2 separate regions of the Mus musculus genome follow, and region 1 is linked to region 2. Evidence: chromatin contacts called from public Hi-C data. All regions are on one chromosome and are shown on one strand. The core of a region is the stretch at or near the end of the contact, and the rest is flanking DNA. Distances in the headings are between cores, read along the strand shown.

The links. A called contact is a pair of places that touch in the nucleus more often than the background predicts.
Region 1: a Hi-C map of muscle stem cells shows a contact between it and region 2, with 6 times the contacts expected there. The contact joins the promoter of Sp4 here to the promoter of 9230104M06Rik in region 2. A contact is called at or near these places in 1 of 39 promoter capture datasets (maxillary cranial neural crest) and 1 of 484 Hi-C or Micro-C datasets (muscle stem cells).

The regions. Positions count from the first base shown.
Region 1 is chr12:118,299,495-118,302,945 of GRCm38.p6, reverse strand. Sp4 (trans-acting transcription factor 4) reads left to right here and starts at 1,506. Exons shown (of 6, transcript NM_009239.4): 1 at 1,506-1,719; 2 at 2,138-2,247; 3 at 2,754-3,451. The coding sequence starts at 1,713.
Region 2 is chr12:112,998,970-113,002,115 of GRCm38.p6, reverse strand. It overlaps 9230104M06Rik (a long non-coding RNA gene), which reads right to left and starts at 1,392. Exons shown (of 3, transcript XR_001780729.2): 1 at 1,204-1,392; 2 at 690-759. It overlaps Brf1 (BRF1, RNA polymerase III transcription initiation factor 90 kDa subunit), which reads left to right and starts at 1,495. Exons shown (of 18, transcript NM_028193.3): 1 at 1,495-1,943. The coding sequence starts at 1,760.

The sequences.
Region 1 (3,451 bases), core at 257-2,756, 5.3 Mb before region 2:
GGGGTCCACGTCAATAAATGTGGAACGCTTTAAGCCTAGTGTGTAATGGTGTCCTGTCCCAAGGTTCTTTTTAGGGACTTATTTCCAGCTTTGGTACACTTCATCAGTCGCTCATATGGTCGGTCCCTGGTATCTTGATTTCATGTCTTTGGAGAGAAGCTAGGGGCCGGTTCAGGAGCATTTGACAAAGTGCTTTGCGCAGCTAGCTGTGAATTCCACTTGCCTAGAAGCTTACGCTAAAACCATGACCAGAGCTGACCCACATGCAGCCAGGCTTTCCTTTGCCCGGACAACCTTGTGAGACCTCTAGGAGCGAGAAGCGCGCCAAGAACGCAGACTCTAAGGCGCACTCGTGGCCACCCTAGAAGACAAGTCACTAATCTGCACCAGCAGCCAGCCAGAGATACGACAAATAAAATGGAAGCTCCTGCTCGGTGGGAACACAGGCCTCGCGCTGAGACCGGAGGCCCCGGCAAGCTAGGTGAGCAAAGAAAGCAGGGCGAAGGGGATGTACCCCAAGTCAGCTTCATTCAAACCCCGAGGACACCAGACCCCGCCTCCCAACACCTCGGTCCGCTCAATCGCCGCGCGCTCCGGGTGTGAGCTCGCCCCGCGGGGAGCGGCTTTCAGCTGAGGGGGCGGTGGCAGAGGCGGTTCGGGCAGCCCCACTCGGCCGATAGGCCCAGGCAAACAACACCCATTTCTCCCTCCCCCCCGCGCGGGGTTCAACTCCCACTCGGCCCCGGCCACGCCCTGCTGCCACCGCCCCCTCGGGCAGCTCTAGGCTCCGCAGCCAGGCCGCGTTCGGGGGCGGGAGGAAGGCGGTGCCTCAATCGGAATAGCCGTCAAAAACTACGAGGCCCGAAAGCCTTTGCGGGAGAGGCCCGCCCGCCTCCTCCCACGACTCACTGTGCGTCAGCGGCCTCATCCAATGAGAGCCGAGCCAGGGAAAAAGGGCGCCCGGGTCCGGATGCGCCTTAGGAAAAGCCATGCTCACGCCGAGGGGGCAGCTGGCAGTCCACTCAGACCACGGGATCGCAGGGAGCTCACGCTTCCCCGCGCTCGCCCCGCTCCTCTCCCTTAAGCCTAGCTCCATGTCTTCCTTCCGCGGCCCCTCGCAGGATGCTGCGGCGCGCTTTTGAGTGGAGGGCGCCGGGAACTGAGTAGGGGGCGGGATATCCTGAGACAACAAGTTTGGCTGTATGGAGGGCCTGCCGGCAGCAAACCGCAGCTAGCTCACCGAGAGGGCACGCTCCGCGGGCCGGGAAGGCAGAAGCCGAACAGCAGCGAGCACCAGCCGGGCAAAGGGGAGGAGAAAGGGCGGCCCCAGCGCCCCGGCCCCGGCAGGTCGGCGGCCAATCCGCTGGGGGAAGGGGTGGAGAGTCGGCGGCGCCGGCGGAGGCAGGCCGAGGGGGGTGGGGAGTCGCCGCGCTCGCGCCGCCCTGGCTCCGCCCCCCGGCCCGCGCCGCCGCCCTCGCCGCGCGCCGCCGCTGTCAATCAAGGGCGAGTCAGCCGGGCTCGGGCGGAGAGAGGAGCTGCTACGCCACAGCCCAGCGGCGGCCATTCGCGGAAAAAGAGGCAGAGCCTGTGCCAGCTACAGCCTCCTCCGAGCCACCGCGGGCGGGCGGGACCGGCCTCTCCTCCCGCCTCGCCCCCACCCCCACCCACCTCTATCCCAGTGTCTCTGAGAGGGTTTGTCCTGTTAATGCGGGATGAGCGGTACGTATTCTCCACCCCCCTCGGTCTCCTTCACCGCCTCCCTTCGTCCCTCCCTCCCCAGACCCTGCTCGCTTCCCCCTCCCCCGGGGCCGCCGAGATGCTGGAAGGGGAGGAGGAGAGGGCGGGAGGGAACCAGGGGGAGGGAAGGAGGGCTGTGTTTTGTCTTAATGTCTGAGCTAGAACAACCTCCTTCTGGGTGTTGCTCTGGAGCCTATGGGTCGGGTTTCAAACCACGTTTCGTGAGAGCCCCCTCCTCCCTACCCTCCTTCTCCCCCACCCCCTGCCGGTGTGCACGGATCGCGGGTTTACGGAGATTAATGTTCAAGAGGAGGGAGGGGGAAGAAGGGAGGAGAACGAATAATAATAATCCTAATAACCTGTTGTCGTGTGTGTTGGTGGTGGTGGGGGGTTGTTGCAGATCAGAAGAAGGAGGAGGAGGAGGAGGCGGCAGCGGCGATGGCTACAGAAGGAGGGAAAACCTCTGAGCCAGAGAATAACAATAAAAAACCCAAAACCTCAGGCTCCCAGGTAAAAGCAAACGTTAAAAGAAAATTCAACACAAAGCTTTAGGGAAGAGAGGGAGTTATGCTCTTTAAGTACCCAGAAGTAAAGAACAGAATAAAAATGTTTATCCATTCAAAGCATCTTTCTGAGTGAGGAACTTAAATCGTAAATTCTTGAAGATTTCCCATCGTTGAGGCTATAACGATGTTTATATTACACCAGGAATTCAGACTGTTAGAAGAAGGTGTCTATTTTCCCAAGGGCATTTTGAGTTTAGAAGAATAACACTTTAAGAAAGTTTACCAGAAAATTCCTTTTTATTTAAACTTTATGTAATAGGACTTGCCTTTTTATTCATATAGCTTCTATCACCTGCTTTTGTTCATATTTCCTTTTTAATTCTGCTGCCTATTGAGTGTGTTCTGATACTTAGAGCTCTCAAAATAAATAACCCCCTCCCGACTGCTGTCTTCCACTAAATCCGCCCACTTTTTTCCCCTCCCTCTCCTTTCCCCTCCCATTTTGGGTAGGACTCTCAGCCCTCTCCTCTGGCTTTACTGGCAGCTACTTGCAGCAAAATAGGGACTCCTGGTGAAAATCAAGCAACTGGACAACAGCAGATTATTATAGATCCAAGCCAAGGATTGGTGCAACTTCAGAATCAGCCACAGCAGCTAGAACTGGTGACGACGCAGCTTGCTGGAAACGCTTGGCAACTTGTTGCCTCCACTCCTCCTGCTTCAAAAGAAAATAACGTTTCTCAGCCAGCTTCTAGTTCATCTAGTTCTTCCAGCAGTAATAACGGGAGTTCCTCTCCTACAAAAACTAAATCAGGTAATCCTTCCACCCCTAATCAATTTCAAGTCATACAAGTACAAAACCCAAGCGGTAGTGTACAGTACCAAGTGATCCCCCAACTTCAGACGGTGGAAGGCCAGCAAATTCAAATCAACCCAACTAGTAGTTCATCTCTACAGGATTTGCAGGGTCAAATTCAGCTCATTTCTGCAGGTAATAATCAAGCTATCCTCACGGCTGCTAACAGGACAGCTTCTGGGAATATCCTTGCTCAAAACCTGGCAAATCAGACAGTTCCAGTACAAATTAGACCTGGCGTTTCAATACCATTGCAATTGCAGACCCTTCCTGGTACTCAGGCTCAAGTTGTAACAACCCTACCAATTAACATTGGAGGAGTGACTTTAGCTTTGCCAGTAATAAATAACGT
Region 2 (3,146 bases), core at 143-2,642:
GGAACCAGGAGCTCCTGTGAGTGCTTCACTCTGGGTTTCTGGAGTATTGCTTTGTTTTTGTTTTTTTTCCGGACATACCATTGGCTGTCCTGGACCTTTTGAGGCATTCAATGACATGTTGATTTGGGATCCCTTGGGGTGACTCGAGAGCACAGGAACTGTGCAGCACTCCAAATCCTTCAATTCCTTCATTTGCCATTTGACTTTAATATGTATTGTGCACATGATGGTGAGAGGGTACATGTGTGGAGGTCAAAAGAGAATTTTGTGGAGTAAATTCTCTCAGTCCGCCTTTACCAGAGTTCTTGGGATTGAACTCAAGCAAGGCAGACAGATTTGCTTGGCATTTACTTGACGAGCAATCTCACCAACCCTTCCTTTGCTATGTTTTGAGGAGATCCCTCCCAAGTTCTGTTTGTTTGTTTGTGACAGGGTTACTCTATGTATAAAACAGAGTCCTGGCTGGCCTCTAATTCACAGAGATTCACCTGCCCCTACCTCTGGAGTGCTGGGACTAAAGGTGTGCACCAACACAATCGGCTTTTTCCAAGTTGTTGTTCTTGTTCTTCTTCTAAATTGTGTTGATAACGCTGGTTTTGCAAGCTGATCAGAAGTCTGCATATTTACAATGCTTCCCTCTTAGTTTGAGCTCCTGTGGCATCCTGCAGTCTAATTTTGGAGTTTCTTACCTGTAGTAGTGCACAAGATTTGCTAAACTTCCCAAGGACTGACAGGTATGGCTGAGATTGTGAGCAGCGCCTGCGGATGCAGAGGGTTCTGTGTATGCTCTACTTTACCCAGAGCTCACTACCCTACTACCCAGACCCGTTACTGCCAGGAAATAGGAAGTCCTGCTGAGAACTCAGCGTTGAGGTGACCAACTGTGGTCCCAGAGACTGTTCACCCTGGGACTGAGGGATGGGGGATGAGGTGTCTGCAGCAGAGTCTGGGAGAACATTCCAGGTCCCTCTTAAACGCTGCCCCGCCGGCAGTCCTTGATCCTGCCCTCTAGGGCTTGCTGACTCCCCAAGTTACTCCCACTACATCCAGCCCAGGACGCTCCCAAAGCCTATTGTGCCAATCAGTGCAGGCTCCACGGGCCGGGCCTTGGCCGCACACAAGTTACCGCCCACAAACCCATCCCACTACTTTGTTTCCAGATTTCCTCTCTCAGACAATCGGCTCTCCTTCGGCTCCGCATACCGAAAGCTTCGTGGCCTCGGCGCCATCTACAGGCTCCTCCCATACTCGTCCCAGCTCCACCCACCGGCCTACTCCGGGCCCCGTCACTTTAAGCCTCGCCCCTGTCCCAGGCTCCTCCCTCAGCCCGCATTTCCTCCTAGGCTCCTCCCACGGCCCGAGTCGGGTCCCGGGCTGCGCTCCTCGCCCCGCCCCGCCCCGCCCCGCCCTTCTCGCCCGCCCTCCAGTCCCGCCCCGTTGTTGGCTTTTGGCCCGCGAGGCCTCCGGGTTCCAGGTTTGGAGCTTTGCTTCCGGCCGCCCGGAAGGTCGGCGGTTCGGTCCCAGCGTCCCAACGATTCTTGAGTTCCTTTATCGGTCCCGCGGGCGCGGCCGTTGCAGGCAGCGCGGCCCGCACGCGCTGGGCGAATCTGCCGCGACGAATCGGCAGGCGTGGCGCCGGCGGCCTCGCGAGAGTGCGGCGCAGACGGAGGCGGCGCGACGGGCCTTGCGGGCTGAGGGCCGCGGGCGGAGAGCGGACTGCTGAGCGGCTGGGGGGCCGGTGGGGCCCCGCGGCTCCACCATGACGGGCCGCGTCTGCCGCGGCTGCGGCGGCACGGACATCGAGTTGGATGCGGCGCGCGGCGATGCGGTGTGCACGGGCTGCGGCTCGGTGCTCGAGGACAACATCATCGTGTCCGAGGTGCAGTTCGTGGAGAACAGCGGCGGCGGCTCGTCGGCGGTCGGCCAGTTCGTGTCGCTGGACGGTGAGTTCTGCAGCTCGGGCGAGGGGGCCGGGCAGGGCTGCGTGTGCGAGGTCCGAGGGAGGAGTCGAGGCTGGCGGGGAAACTGAAGTAGGTCGTCCTGTGACAGACCGTGGGCAGTCGGACAGGGAAACTGAGGCAGGGCCGGGCCGGGAATCTGCAGCCAGGTCCCCTCCGAGTCCCGTACGCCGATGTAAACTCCGCGATCTGCCCGGTCCAAGCGTCGCGGTCCGGTCCAACGGAGGTCGTCGGGCTGGGTCCCGAAATCTGACAGGCACGGCTTTCAGGCTCGCAGGTTCCGTTTATCCGGTTGGCCACTCTAACAGGTGTCATTGCCCTAAGGGCTATGAAGAAGATGTGCCCAGCCTCAATTCTCTGCCCAGTCGCCTGAGTCCTTATCTTTTTAAAATAAGGGTTTGTTTCCTAACCGTTGAATGTCGAGTCTCTAGGTGAGTTATACTTCCAAGTCTTTCTTTGTATATCTGATTCTTGAGGCAAATGTTACTATTTTGACCAAAGGTTTTACATTTTGAAGCATTCCAATTTGTCGCCTTTTCTTTCTTGAGAGTTTCCTTTGTCACGAATCTAAGATGTCTTTGAGTCACCGCGTTTGTCTTCTAAAAGTTATTGTTTACACTTTTACGCAGTTTTGTTTTTATTTTCTGTAGACTGGGGATCTAGCCCAGGGACTCTGGCACACTAAACAGTTCCCAAATCCCTATGTCAGTGGAAGCCTAGTCCACATTTTTTGAGTTAAGCCTTGTGGAAAGTGGGATGTGCGGGCTGAGGCTCCTTTCTTGTCTGCGGAGGTACCATTTTCCACACATAGTTTGCTGAAAGGATTCCTTTTTTTTTTTTTACATGGAGTTACCATTGTTCCTTCCGCAGAGGTCATTGTCTGCCCCCCTGTGTGAGTCTGCTCCGGGTTCTGTAGTGCATTCAGCCTGACCTTTTGTTTACATTTAATGTTTTGCGATCAGAATTGTGAGCCATCCAGCTTTTGCCTTCCTCTATGGACTAGTGTATTTGTAATCTCTTTCCCTTGGACTGTATGTAACTGTATTTGCATATTTATATGTATTGTGTGTATGGAGCTGGAGCCCAGGTCTTGCTCATACTAAGCAAGTGCAGTGCCACTGAGCTCTCTATGTTCCTAGCTTTTTATGGTTTACTTTGAGTTAGGGTTTTGACAAGTTGTCCAGGCTG